Regions from separate parts of the Oryzias latipes genome. Here region 1 is linked to region 2. The links are chromatin contacts, called in public Hi-C maps. All regions are on one chromosome and are shown on one strand. The core of a region is the stretch at or near the end of the contact, and the rest is flanking DNA. Distances in the headings are between cores, read along the strand shown. Region 1 holds the start of tmem106b (transmembrane protein 106B). Region 2 holds the start of LOC101168895 (neurexophilin-1).

Region 1 (6,513 bases), core at 1,017-3,516, 210 kb before region 2:
AAGCTGAATAATCATCACTTCTTTCTAGGGGTTGTAACAGTTTAACAACCATTGGATTCATATCAACCTGTGGTTGCCGATCTGATTCATAGTTGGTGTCGGTTCATTTTGAACGATCCGATTCTCTGACCTAAAACGGATCCAGGACATCTTTAGCCAAAACTCCAACCAGTGTGACTCAGAGAGAAATAGCTGCTACTGAACAGAGCAGGTGAACTTTTCTAGATTTCTCGCATTTCTTTCCGTTTCTCTTAAGTCTATGGTTTCAGTTTTTAGCCTGCCAGAGTGGGAGGGAACACTTGAACTTGTCGCCCCTTCGGTTGGTTTGATTCACGCCTTACTTTGAAGAGCAGACTGAAGAAATTCTGAACTTTGAGCTGAGAGTCACGCGTTCAGATTTCAATGTTTGTCTTTGTTTCTTATCACGTTTCACACAAAAACACAGAAATGCACAAAACCATCGGCCATTATATGTTTTGAACTACCATCTTTACAACTAAATCCGTTTTTCCAGAACTTATTTCAGTAAACTGACGTTTTCCATCTATGAAAAACACTTGAGAATGAAAACCTTCACTGACACTTTACTTTGAAAATCTATTTACTTCCAGTGACAGCAGCATTCGGTTTGTTTAGTTTATTAAATAAAATCAAACTTTATTTGGGATTTTGGAGCAATAATTATTTTACCTGAAGTGCGCCTTTTACTACAATCTAAAATGTTTATAAATATCACAAAAAACAAATATTTGAACCCCTTTTTTCTGTAATAGATCCCAGATATCCACGTATTCCAAAGGTGTTCCATCCCTAACAGGAATATAGTGAACACAGGCAGAGACATGCCCATTCTGAAGGGTGGAATCTACACAAGATAAACCAGACAAACACATCTGATCAATCTTCTGGATGATTAGATATTGAGCAGGTTTCTAGTTTCATTTCTGCTGTTACCACCAAAGGTTTGGCAGGTTCAGTATTTCGTCAAACTATTTTGGAGGGAGACTCCAAGGTGAAAGGTGAGCGTCTTCTGCTCCATCCTCACATCCTGGGTGGATTACAGGACCTGACTCCATCTTAGGAGTCGCTCTCGGCTCTCCAGAAACCTGCGGCCCGGGTTCTGGTTGGAGTTCTGGTGGGGAACCACAGTGGTGGCCTCCTCCGCCCTCCTGTTCCGAGTTCAGCCTCTCCTGGAGGATGTACCAGGTACCTCCTCTGTCCGTCCTGGGGGAGGATCCCTCCTTCATGTGGGCACACCTGAGGTTTCTTCTATTTTTCCAGAATCCTTTTTGGATGTGCAGTTTAGTTTAGCCATTACCTATTAAATTCTATGTTCTTTAAGATCCATGTTTATTCCATAATTACCGGTATGAAGCCCATTGAGACGATTATTGTTGGAAATATTGGCTATATTAATAAAATTGAATGGAAAAAAAATTAATTGAATTGGAGGATCCATTACTGTGAATAGTTGAATTAGTTCGTGGTGAACTACTTTGATCAAAAGTTAATTCCATTTATGATTTTATGTAATTTATTTTGGACCTTATTTTCAGTTCGTTCAGTTATGAAAAACGAACAAATGTTTAGTTAAAAGATCAAAAGCTGAATCCCTGTTCAAAACGAGTCGGGATTAAGAAAAACAATGAGTTTAGAGGAAAATCTACCGCCAAACGGTCCAATTGGAGCAAACACGGCAGTAATGGAGGAGGACTTCGTCTGTCTGAACACAAACTACTAGCGCCGAACTTCAACGTTTCCGCTGCTACACACCGGGCCCGGTTCTCTAGCACTAAGTTCTCCAGAGCTAAGCACGACCGTTCGGACTAGGTTCGCTGAGACCACACAGCAGCAGACCGACCCACCGGGGACCGGGGACGACGGTCCGGTTAGCACAACAAGAAGAGGGACGCGGCCGCCATGCCGCTGCTGACAACACGGCTACCGAGGCCAAACAGCAAAAAATAAAAACGGCCATTCCCCCCTCCCTAACATCAGGGCCTCCAAAAATTCAATAAATAAATCAAAAGTTGTACCGTGACACCTGTGGAAGGCTTACCTGTGACTGTTTTATCCCGAACAAACTGCCATCCGCGGGCCTAAGCTGTTTGTTACGGTTCTCACGCAGACACCAGGCAGAATAAAGATAGACCCGCCCCCCTCGCTCCTCATTGGACGAACTCGGGGAGAAAACCCTGTGATTGGTTCCCTGAGTTGCTCGCTCCTCAGCAGCCATTGACAGCAGAATCCAAAGATGCAACTGATTAAGAATAATTATGGTCTTCGAAGAGCCGCTTGATGAGCATTAAACGTCCCGTTAGGCTAAACTTTTAGATGAAAGTCCACCAGACAGCACTGACGCGAGCACATTAAAAATCAAAATAAATGTGAGACGAGGAGTCTGTTGATTGTGTGGGAGGGTTTAATAATGAATAAGTAAATGCCACGACTCCATCTAATAAAACAACAGTGAAAAAGTGACAATCGTAACCAGGAATATCACCGAAGCTAATATTTTAACGAAAATTGAGCTTAAAATTACATTTTTGAGTAATTCTTTGTTCAAATTGTTGTGAATCAGGAACAGACGAATGCAATTTCATCATTCAAAGCAGTGAGATTAACAGATTAATTCAATTCAATTTTATTTGTATAGCCTAGAACCACAACAACTGTCATCTCAACGGGCTTCGTGCAGGCAATTGTATGGTAAACTTAAAATCATAAGAATCATGAAGACATACAACTCAATAGGTAAATACTAAACTGAACTAACTAAACAGACTAAATCAAACTGGGCATCCCTGACCTTAGACCCTCCTTCTCAATAAGGAAAAACGGATTCTGGAAAAATAAAAAATAAACCTCAGGGGTGTCCACATGAAGGAGCGATACTCCCCCAGGACGGACAGGCGATGTACCAGAACTCTCAGAGTAGAATTGACTTATCTAACACTACAACTACATGTATAAATAGCTGAGACACAGCCAAGTACAGGAGCAGTAGTAGAGGTGAGCCAGAGACAAGGTTCACGGTCAGGTAGAGGAGCACGGACGAGCCGACTGGAATCTGGAAGCACTCCTGTTCCCCTGGAGGAAAAGAGGGACAGTACATGAATCGCACTGCCCCAAACAGAGGCATGGAGAACTAAATGATAAGTAAATGTTCAAGAATAGAGTAGAAGTAGATGAGACTAGAGGACAGAACCCCAGTGCACCATAGTTACCCCAGCTCAAACTTTTAGCAGCCTACTTACAACTTTATTCTTATTGTTAAGTTTAATTTAAACACATTAACATTAAGTCAAATAATCTCTGAATACTAACTAGTCTGATAACAAGCCTGTCCAAAGAGGAATGTTTTCAGTCTAACTTTGAATGTAGAAACTGAGTCGGCCTCTCTTCCATGAGCTGGGAGTTTATTCCATAAAACAGTGGCTTGGTGGCTAAACGCTCTACCTCCAACCGTACTTTTATTAACTCTAGAAACCACAAGCAGTCCTGCATTTTGCGAACAAAGTTTTCTGTTTGGGTGGTAAGGGACTATGAGGTCTTTAATATAGGATGGGGCCATACCATGTAAGGCCTTATAGGTTAACAGGAAGATTTTGAACTTGATTCTAGAATCGACTGGGAACCAACTTTGATCACTTTTTTATTTGTATTTTTTAAATTTTGACTTAAACTACTGAGTTGAACTTTCTGTCTGGGTTCACAGACTTTTGTTTTTGTTAACATAACATTCAGGGTAAATATCTGTCTGTCTGGACGTTGACAGCTAAGTGTAAAATTTGAATCTGGTTGTTTCACTACACTTTTTTATTGTTTTACTTTAGTATTGTTTTACTCATTCCGAGGCACACGAACTTTACCACACATGTATATTTTTTAATTGTATTAGTGTTTAGTAAAACCTGTTGCCCCTCATCTAAGCCGAAAGTCCTTTGTGGCACATTTAAATGTTAGACTGCAGGTTTGTAACGCAGTGCTGTTCTGAAACACTTATGTTGTCAGATAAGGGATTACTTTTGTACAACAGTAACATATAACTTGTCTTGAATTACAGCTTGGAAGTAACTTGTAGAACCCTGTCTGAAATGGAGAGTAAGCATGTTTGGCAGAATTTCTTTTCTTCCCTTTCTTTTTTTTGATCATTTTAGCTATATCAGTGCCATGAAATGCTGGTACAATCAAGGAAGGTGCATTTTAGAAGCCAAGCATTTCTCATGTGCTTATTTCACATGTTGTTTGGCATCGTTCATCCAGATGATGGCACTGTGTCGCCGTCTGTGAATTCACCGCCCACAGGCCTCCAGTGGTGCTGCAGAGTCCCCTCAATCTTTAAAACCTGTGAGCGAGCAGCAAATTCTACTGATAACAAATGTGTTTTAATCTGTCAGTTTTCAGAGCAGCCAGTCTGATTCATGATGGGAACATTTCAGCTGCTCACAAGAACAGGAGTCAGTTGTGTGCTCAGAGGTGAGCTGCAAGCAGTCAATATTTTATGGTTGTTTTCTGAATTTATGCAGTTTTTGTCAAACTCGGTGACATTTATAAATGGCGGCACAGTACAGTTTGTGTGAAAAATACAGAAAACATGCAAAAATAAATAGGACATGCTTTTTGGCAGTTTTAGCAACACTCTGCTTGGCATCCTGAACAGGTTTGTACCGAAGCCAGAGCTAAATGACAGAAATCAGCATCAGCGGCGTCCCTGAATATCCCCCTAAGTACGGATTTGCTGTCAGAGAGTAGATGTGATTTTAATGACGAGCATTCAGTGTATTTTCTTAATGTTCTACGAACCATCGAGACAGTCAACCCCCCGGAGTTTCCTTAATAATTATAGAAAAAAGATGTACAACAAGAAGCAACAGTACCTCCAGGCTGAACCTGGGGGGCTGACACAAAAACCTGCTGATGCTCGGAGTGGGAGGGTTTCTTTTTTCATCTCCATCTTTGGATGTGCCAGAGCATTGATGCAAGTGGGTTTGTCAGATCTTCAGGCTCTAAGACCAGAAACTAGGCGCTGGTCAGAGCTCCAAAGGATACCATCAATGCCAGACATTTCTGTGATCTGCAGATTATTCCTTTTTGCTGGTCAGGAAATCTTTGTCTGGACATAAGATTCGGCTTTTATATTATTCCTGCAGGCTATCTGGTAAATGTTTATTGCCCGGGTCTTGTTCTTGCCATTGAGCTGGCTTCCCAGGACTTGCCTTACGCGCTGGAGGTATTTAGCCGTTGCAGCTTTCCTTGTTGCCTGTTCAAGGTTGCCATTTGCCCGTGGCATTCCAAGGTACTTGTAACTGTCCTCAATGTCTGCTATTGTTCCCTCTGGGAGTGAGACCAGAAACCAGGGAGACCCTGATCACTGACGAGGCTTACTCGCTTATGTGGAGTAAATGCACAATGTAAAAAATTCTATACATAAATGTAAAAACAAAGATCAAAAGAACATGTGGACCAATCCAAAGTGATCCCCCAACCCCTCTGGTCCTCCTTATTGCTCCAATTATGGGGGGGTGGGGGGTGGAGTTGTAGTGGTGTCCGAAAGTGTTTTTTTAAGGGGAATCTGTACTGACTTAAGGCTGGGTATCAACTCCGCTGGTAGGGTGTTCCATGTCGCGCTTGGGAGAAACGCACTTGTTCACATGGGTGTGCTCTGAAGCAAAGAAGTTTACATTTAATTGCAAATAATAAAGTTCTAAAAACAATATTATGTGTCTTTCAAGCGCTGGCAGCGAACCTCAATGACCAGCGACTATTGATGACATCATCTAGTGGTAGTAATGTCTGAATTTGAAGACACTGGCTGTGTCTGAATTTCCGCCCTAACCCCCTAACTGCTAAAAAACTAGTGCAGCACTATGTAATGCCCTGAATTTTAAAAGCAATTCGGATGCCATGCTCACTACTTTTTTTTTCTTTTCTAAAAACGGTGGATATGACGTCATCGATTTCACAAAGTTAAAATCTAATTGATATGAGCGTTTTGTGACGATTATCTGTGAGTCCACTGTCTTCTGAAGATATAAACGTTGATGGTTTATCAAAAAATACATTTAAATACTTTTTTTTTTGGCAAAAATTGTTCTGACGCAATGCATTGTGGTCTATATTTGGCGATCTAGTGTGCATCGATGCACACTGGTTTTTCACAGAGACTTCTGGGAAATTTACAGGATGCTAGATTTTGGAATTGTACATTCAAAAAGCACTCTGCTGCCCTGAGGCATTCTGGGAGTTAACTGAAGGTTTGACTCCAAGAAGACTATTGAGCCCAAGAACCAAACTCTGGTGAGAATCAAACCCACCTCTCTGTGACATCAGGGTCTTTTCCTGCACCTTCCCCATAAAAATCAGGGATTAAACTTTGCAGACAGTCTATCCGATCCCAACTTGACTTTGTCTCAACGTTTGATTCCCGGCACCAGCAGAAATGGTCAGATTTAAACAACGACACTTAACAGGCCCACTCCAATGAAAATAATGTTTTTTCGTGTTTGTTAA
Region 2 (6,704 bases), core at 3,212-5,711:
CCTGGTGGATGGGTGATAGAACGCAGGACTGACATGCATTTCACTTCTTTGGTTTCAAATCCAGCTCCTTATTGGGGTAGGGGGCACTTCCTTTTGTCAGAAATCCTTGCCCCACCCACTTTTGCTTACCTGAATCAGGTGTGAAGCAGAGGAGCAGGACTCCTGTTGAAATTTAAAAAACGCCTCATTTGATGGAAAAAAACAAACTATTAGCAGATAAAGTCCAAATTTGAGCTTCTAGGTCAGGGGTGGGCAAACGTTTTGACTCGTGGACCACAAAGGTTTCTAAAATGTGACGGACCAGGAGCAGATATGTGGAGTGTTTCGGTAATCCACCTTATTAAAGGGAAGAAATAAACTGGAATAACTCAAATGTTGATTAAAACTATTGTCATTTTGGAGTTTTTATTTCAACATTTGTGGCTCTTATCTTCATTTTAGTCCCAGTTGCATCGGTGGATTCATGTTCTTCAGGGGTAAAAAAAACAAGTTTAGAGAAATGCTTCTTAGTTTCTGTGCTTTTGGAATGATCGGGAAAATGTCTGACTCAGAAAACACGCACGAACGTCAGAAAGTCGACAAATATTTCAACATCACATCAATAACTTTCTGCTCCTAAAAGCTCCATTTATGTGTAGACACCAGGGAAAATAAGACAAAAACAAGGAATGGGGGGGCCACATCAAATAGTTTAATGGTAGTTTACCCACCCCTGACCTACAACAAACAGATCCACCTTAAACGGTTTAAGGTGGTTTTGCTCTCCTGGCTGTTCTTCATCATTTGGTTCGGATTAAAAAGTCTTTTTTTGCTGCTCAGATCTGAGGATCTACAGCTGCCAAACCGTGGTTCTGATGGGGCGTTTATGGTCAGAAATGCAGCAGCTGCTGGCGTGTTTGCGTGCTCTCTGCATTCAAATGAAGTGGATCACATGGATCCTCAGCAGCGCGGCGAAGCCTGTCTGACGGGACCACGATTCTCTCCGCCGCCGCCGCCGCCAGCGGCTGGCGTCAAAACTCTGGAGACTTTTCTGCTGAGAGGAGAAGCATCTGTTTGAGAGAAACTGACACTTTATATCTGAATATCGGTTAATTGTCTTGTTTTTGTTCACTTTAAAACCCATTTCTTGGCATTAAAAAAGAGGAGAGCTGTCAGTCTGATTAGTTTCAGTCCTTTGGGTTTAAACATTGAAAACTTGAACTTTACTAAACATAAATAAATGTTCACAAAATAAATAAAGAAAGGATTCAAAACTAACATTTGCAGGTCGGAGCGGACATTTTTACTGTTTGACTTCAACATAAAAGTCCTGAAAACACTGAAACTGCTCCGACTTCACTCAGCTGCACCAAAATGTGACAAAAACTGTGGCTTTATATTTTAAAACCTGACATTTATTTGATAAAAACTTAAAATAACTTCAATCAAACTCCATCTGGAGGCTTAAATAAGTGAACGTCAGATTTCTCTCATCTCTTCAGGAAAAACTGTTGAAGAAAAGACAGGAAATGAGGAAAAAGCAAATCCATCCGCCCTTTCAGAGTAAAATAACCCCACTTCCTGTCGCCGTAACAACCCACCGACCATGAACATGACCTTCATGTTTCAGCTTTACGTCGATGGGTGACACATCAGTAACGTCAAGTGTTCCTCGTCAGCGTAGCGCCGCTTTTCTCTCGTTACCGGTGAAGCTGAAGCTCTGGTGTCTAAAGGGTTAAAGGTTCTGATTCCCCTCCGTTTGGGTTTCAGTTCGTCTTCTGTGGTTCCGTCACTCACCGGACTCCCTGAGAGGGTTTTGGTTTTTTTCTCTCCACACTAGTTCACCAGAGAACCTGTGCTGTGACCGTGTCCACCTCCGTTTTCCGTTCACCCCCCATCCTGCCCCCTCGCCAGCATTTTCTGCCGCCGTCTGTGTTTTTGGCGCCGCCCTAACCGCACTTTGATCTCTCTCACACAGCAAAAAGCCAAAGAGACCTCAGAGACAGAGGCAGCAGAACAACCGACTGAAACCTCTGACCCTGGCCTACGACGGAGACACGGACATGTAGCGGTCGCAGCCCTCCGCCCGCTTCACGCCGGCGCCTGGGACGTTTGCAGCGTGAACGGACTCGGCGGTGGCGGGAAATCCTCTCAGCTGAGGCGCCTGAGCTCACTTCACTACTCTGTTTTGGTCTTATTCTGGCGGGGTCTTCCTGACCTCCACACAGCTCAATGCCTTTTTTCTTTTTTTTTTTGCCCTTGAAGCCTGGGTGAAGCAGGCGGATGCAGCTGGTGTTTTTTCCAGCTCCCCCCGTCCCCCCACCCCAACACACATGCTTCTCTGCTGAAAACGCTGAGTAGCTGGAGGCTTAGGATGCTCTGACGATTTGTATGTTGCCAAAAGTCACCGCAGGGAAGAGGAGGAGGAAAATCTCCTTGAAAAGGTTTGGATTCTTTCAATCCTCATTTGGGTTTCTACTCAAAGCTCTTTTTCGGTCGGGAGGGGTTCCTCTCCTTTCATTCTGCCTGATTCAGAGTTCTGTTTTTGTGGGATAAACCGATTGGAGGGATGTCGAAGGAGGACAGCCGCCGCCGCCGCCGCCGCCTGTTGGCCTCCACCCTGCTTCCTTTCAGGCTCTACTTTGCACTATATTAGTGCAGCATGATATGCACACGTGACTTCTACCTTCTAATGCCATAAAAACACTGCCTCTTCCACAAACGGAACCGCCGCTCAGAGACTCGGACGGGAAGCGCCCTCCTGTCGCGGCGCCGGCCTCCGCTGGATTCCTGTACAGCTTTCAGTTCCACGGCGGAGTTTCTGGTCGTTGTAAAGTACGTTTCTGTGGTCTGTGGAGTTTGTCCGGTGTCCCTAATTCAACCCCACCCCACCCCGACGCTGGCGACTGATCTGTTCAAAATCCCCCGAAGCCGTCAGCTCTGCCTTACTGACCGTGACGGCGAGCGTCCGGCCCGACCGGCAAACATGAGACGCTGTGGACAAACATCTGATCAGTCCGCAGCGTTGCCGTGCATCATGGGAGCTCTGGTTCTGCAGGAAAAACATCTGAACAAACGAGGAGAAACTGCTGCGGAGAATGTTTCCTGTATTCTGGTGGGATTTGTAAATAACTGCAATTTTTTTTTATTTTTATGAAAAGAAAAACAAACAAACGGGTCTGTGTACGTTTATTTTGTATCTCACAGAAAACGTCCGTCTGACTGTTGCACAGTGGGTGTATGATATCGCTGAGTGTCGTAGTCATGATGCAAAAGCTGGATGTTCTTCAGAAAACAAGCAGCGGGATGGGAGGGGCCTGAGGAGACGCCGCTGTTTTGTACAGGTTGTTTATTTGTATGGAAAGAATTACTGACAATAAACAAGGAACACGGTTGTAAACAGAATGACCGGGTCATTTTTGTCTCCAAGAAAATTTCTGAGATGTTTCTTCAGAAGATCTGGATCTCTGGGATCGTGGATCTAAGGTTTCTTAGATGTAAGGGTTCCTGGATCTCTGGGATCATCTGACGCTAAGGTTTTTTGGATATTCAGGGAACGCAGATGGATGACTGCTGTACTAACGTTTTAAGATGACAAATCTGATCCCTGAAGAAGCAGGAAGAGGCGGTTCCCCGAGAAGGTAAAGACTGTTTTCATGCTCTGAAAGCCTCAAAGTCTGTTTTTCTACGTTCTTTCTTTGTGTCAATTCTGGCTTCCATCGGTGTCGCCTCCAGCATTTGTGGGGGAGTTTTCCCGACGTTAAAGAGGCCCACGCCTTCAGGATGATTGTGGATGTTCTCAGTCGGAGTTGCGGCTGATCTGCAGAAGCTCGGCTGAGTTTTGGAGCCTCCGGTTCTTCAGAGTTTGTTGAATGATTTTCGTGTTTGAATGAAGTCAAAGTTACTGGTGCAACGTTCATGACAACCCCAAAGCACATTTAGCAGCCACTGCGTACATTTTCCACGTTTCGGTCTTTCGTGATTCATTTCAGTTTTCTTCCTATAGCCCAGTCTGTACAACAGTAGTCGTGTCAATGGGCTTCATACCAGTAGTCGAACATGAATCCTAAAGATCATAACGTCATAGAATTCAATAGGTAATGGATAAACTAAACAGACTAAATTAAACCGGACATCCCTGCCGTTACGGATTCTGGAAGGAAAAAGAAAACCTCGGGGGGGCCCACATGAAGGAGGGATCCTCCCCCAGGACGGACAGGTGATGTACCAGAACTCATAGAGAAGAATTAACTTATCAAACTTTACAACTACATTTTTTTATAACTTTGTTTATTGAACATTTTACATATTAACAGACATGCAGAGTTTATTATTAGATGTCAGAGCAAGGACAGTGCTGTGTGTAAAAAAACACTTGAATATTGCTGAATGAAAATGAAACTTAAAGGGTAATAATTGGGGGGGGGGGGGGGGTATGGAAAGAAATGATCAAAGTTGACTATGAATAAAGTGAAGTAGCAAAAAAAAGATGTTTTTGAGAAAATGCCGGACCCGGGTATCGTACCAGCGAGCTTCTGCACCAAGCGTTCCCCATGAATTGCAATGCAGACAAAAATCCAGGAATATCTTGAAAAGTTCAAGGATTTGAAGGACCAAAAGTCAAAGCTGCATTCATCCAATAATTAAAAGTTCAAGCCAAACTTTAGAAAAAACAGTAAAAGTTTCTTCATAACTGTGAGTCATCCTCCTCATCCTCAGATATCTGTTTCATCTCCTGACCTTCTAGAGAAGTTTTAGGTTTTTTAAAAGTGCTCATGGAAGAACTTCTACCTAATCGGGGGGGGGGTACTTTTTCTGTGTGGTTGGTGGAGGAGCTGCAGTAGAAAGTCCTCCAGATAAAGGCCAGAGTGTTTGGAAGATGAAGATCTTATCGAGCTGCTTCCTGGATCTGAAGATATCAGAGCTTCTGCTGCCGGAGCAGAACAAACGATAGCAAATCATGAATATTTGACTGCGAACGGGGATGAACTGCACCTTTCTGCCGCATCAAACTCCGTTTGAGGATCAAAACCTTCTGATCCGTCGTCTTAAGCGTTTTTGGAACCAGCAGCCAGCGTTCCCATCATGAAACTTCCACTTCAAAGTCAGATTTCTGGATTTTCAAAGATAGAAGGTTCTTTACAGACCATCATTCTACCACCACCATGTGCTCTGATCTCTTTGTGTTGGAATCCAGATGCTTGGAGACCTTCCAGAAAGTTCCTCTGTGTTCTTGTTCCTCAGCCTTTCTTCTCTCTGTTCTTCTGCTCCTCCGATGACCTCCAGGATGAGTCCTGCTCGTGTTTTTGGACTCATCCTGGGATGTTCTGCTGCTCTGTGGTCCTCTGGGGTCTGCAGGAACGTTTCTGTCAGAGTCTTGGTTCCCCCGTCTGTTCTCGACTTCCTTCCCACGCTCAGATCTCTGCTCCTGTTTTTTCGTCTTCTGCATTTTCTGAATATCTTTGTGTCATCTTGGTCTTTTAGGTTATGTGTGGATGAGGTCAGCAGGGTTCTGCTGTGGAAGAATCTCGTTTCAGGTCTTTGCTGATGATGTTGGCCACAAACAGGAAGAGTGCGAGGAGCTCTCTTCATGGCGTCACTGCAGCTCGCTGCCACTAGATGTCAGGCCTTGATGATGTTTGCAGAAAAGTTACTTCTCAGAAACCTCCTCTCCTCCTCCACTCGTCTCTTGCCCCCCCCCCTCGCCGCTCTCACCCTGCATGTATAAAGCGTGGCGTTCAGATGTTGGAACACCTTCGCTCTGATCACGGCGCCACCGAGCGGCCCGGTCACCCCGGCAGACCCCCTGAGCCCCCTCCTCCTGAATGAGCTCCATCTGGGCTCCCTCCTCTCGTCGGGACCGCCTCCCTCATCACTCCTTCTTTCTCCTCAAGTTCAGTAGCAGATAGCGGCTCGGCGAGTCAGGAGGGGTCTCTGCTTCTTCTTTTCCCGCCTGTCTGTGTGAAATGAGAAGATCAAGGACGGCTGACAGGAGGGGCGACGCTCCGCAGAGAGGGATGAAGACCACATGTCTGTGGGCCGCCGCCGGGCTGCTGTCACTCATCTCCCTGGTGAGTTAAATGCCATTTTGATTTGACCTTCTTCCTTTTTGCATATCATTTTTTTTATGTCTCCTGCCAGTTTGATGGAGGACAGAGATCCTTCAGGTAAAACGTCTCTCTTCAAGAAAGCGTTGCCCCTCTTCCTGTTTGTGGGAGATGTTTTCCTGCATCTCTGACGACCGGTTTATTCCAAAAATGAACAAACTCCCAAGTTTTTCCCCAAAATCCAGCTCATCTTCAGTGAGAAGAGGAGCCCGTTATGACAAAACACGGGCGAAACGCTGGCAAAGTCTGCGCCTTGACAGTTTGTGACAAGCCAATTCCTTTAATCCCCGCAGAGACAGTAACCCCTCACCCTCTGATAAATCTGTCAACAAAGCAATCAAAGCGGAGCGGCAGCCACTCCCCTCTGCCACACGGAGAAAAAAGAAAGAAAGGAATTCCATAAACTTAATCCCTCACAAACTTGACTGGCCCTAAAAAAAAAAAAAAAAGCTCCTGTGGCGTTATCTGTGTTTAATTTGCATAGTGATGGAAAGAAGTCAATTACTATTAATTATTCTCTACAACTTAATACCCATTATCGAATTGAATTCACCGTCTTGAAAACCATAAACTCAATTTCACAGCTGACTAAGCGCACTAATCATTCTCCCCCCCCTC

What was found. Hi-C and Micro-C count contacts between places; a contact is called where the count stands out from the background.
Region 1: a Hi-C map of embryo shows a contact between it and region 2, with 2.1 times the contacts expected there. The contact joins the promoter of tmem106b here to the promoter of LOC101168895 in region 2. A contact is called at or near these places in 2 of 5 Hi-C or Micro-C datasets (embryo and fibroblasts).

What each region holds. Positions count from the first base shown.
Region 1 is chr16:30,875,034-30,881,546 of ASM223467v1, reverse strand. It overlaps tmem106b (transmembrane protein 106B), which reads right to left and starts at 2,266. Exons shown (of 8, transcript XM_004078404.4): 1 at 2,060-2,266. The coding sequence starts at 2,236.
Region 2 is chr16:30,668,671-30,675,374 of ASM223467v1, reverse strand. It overlaps LOC101168895 (neurexophilin-1), which reads left to right and starts at 4,461. Exons shown (of 2, transcript XM_011485839.3): 1 at 4,461-6,050. The coding sequence starts at 5,946. It overlaps LOC101169142 (thrombospondin type-1 domain-containing protein 7A), which reads left to right. Exons shown (of 28, transcript XM_023964730.1): 28 at 3,533-4,384. The coding sequence ends at 3,549.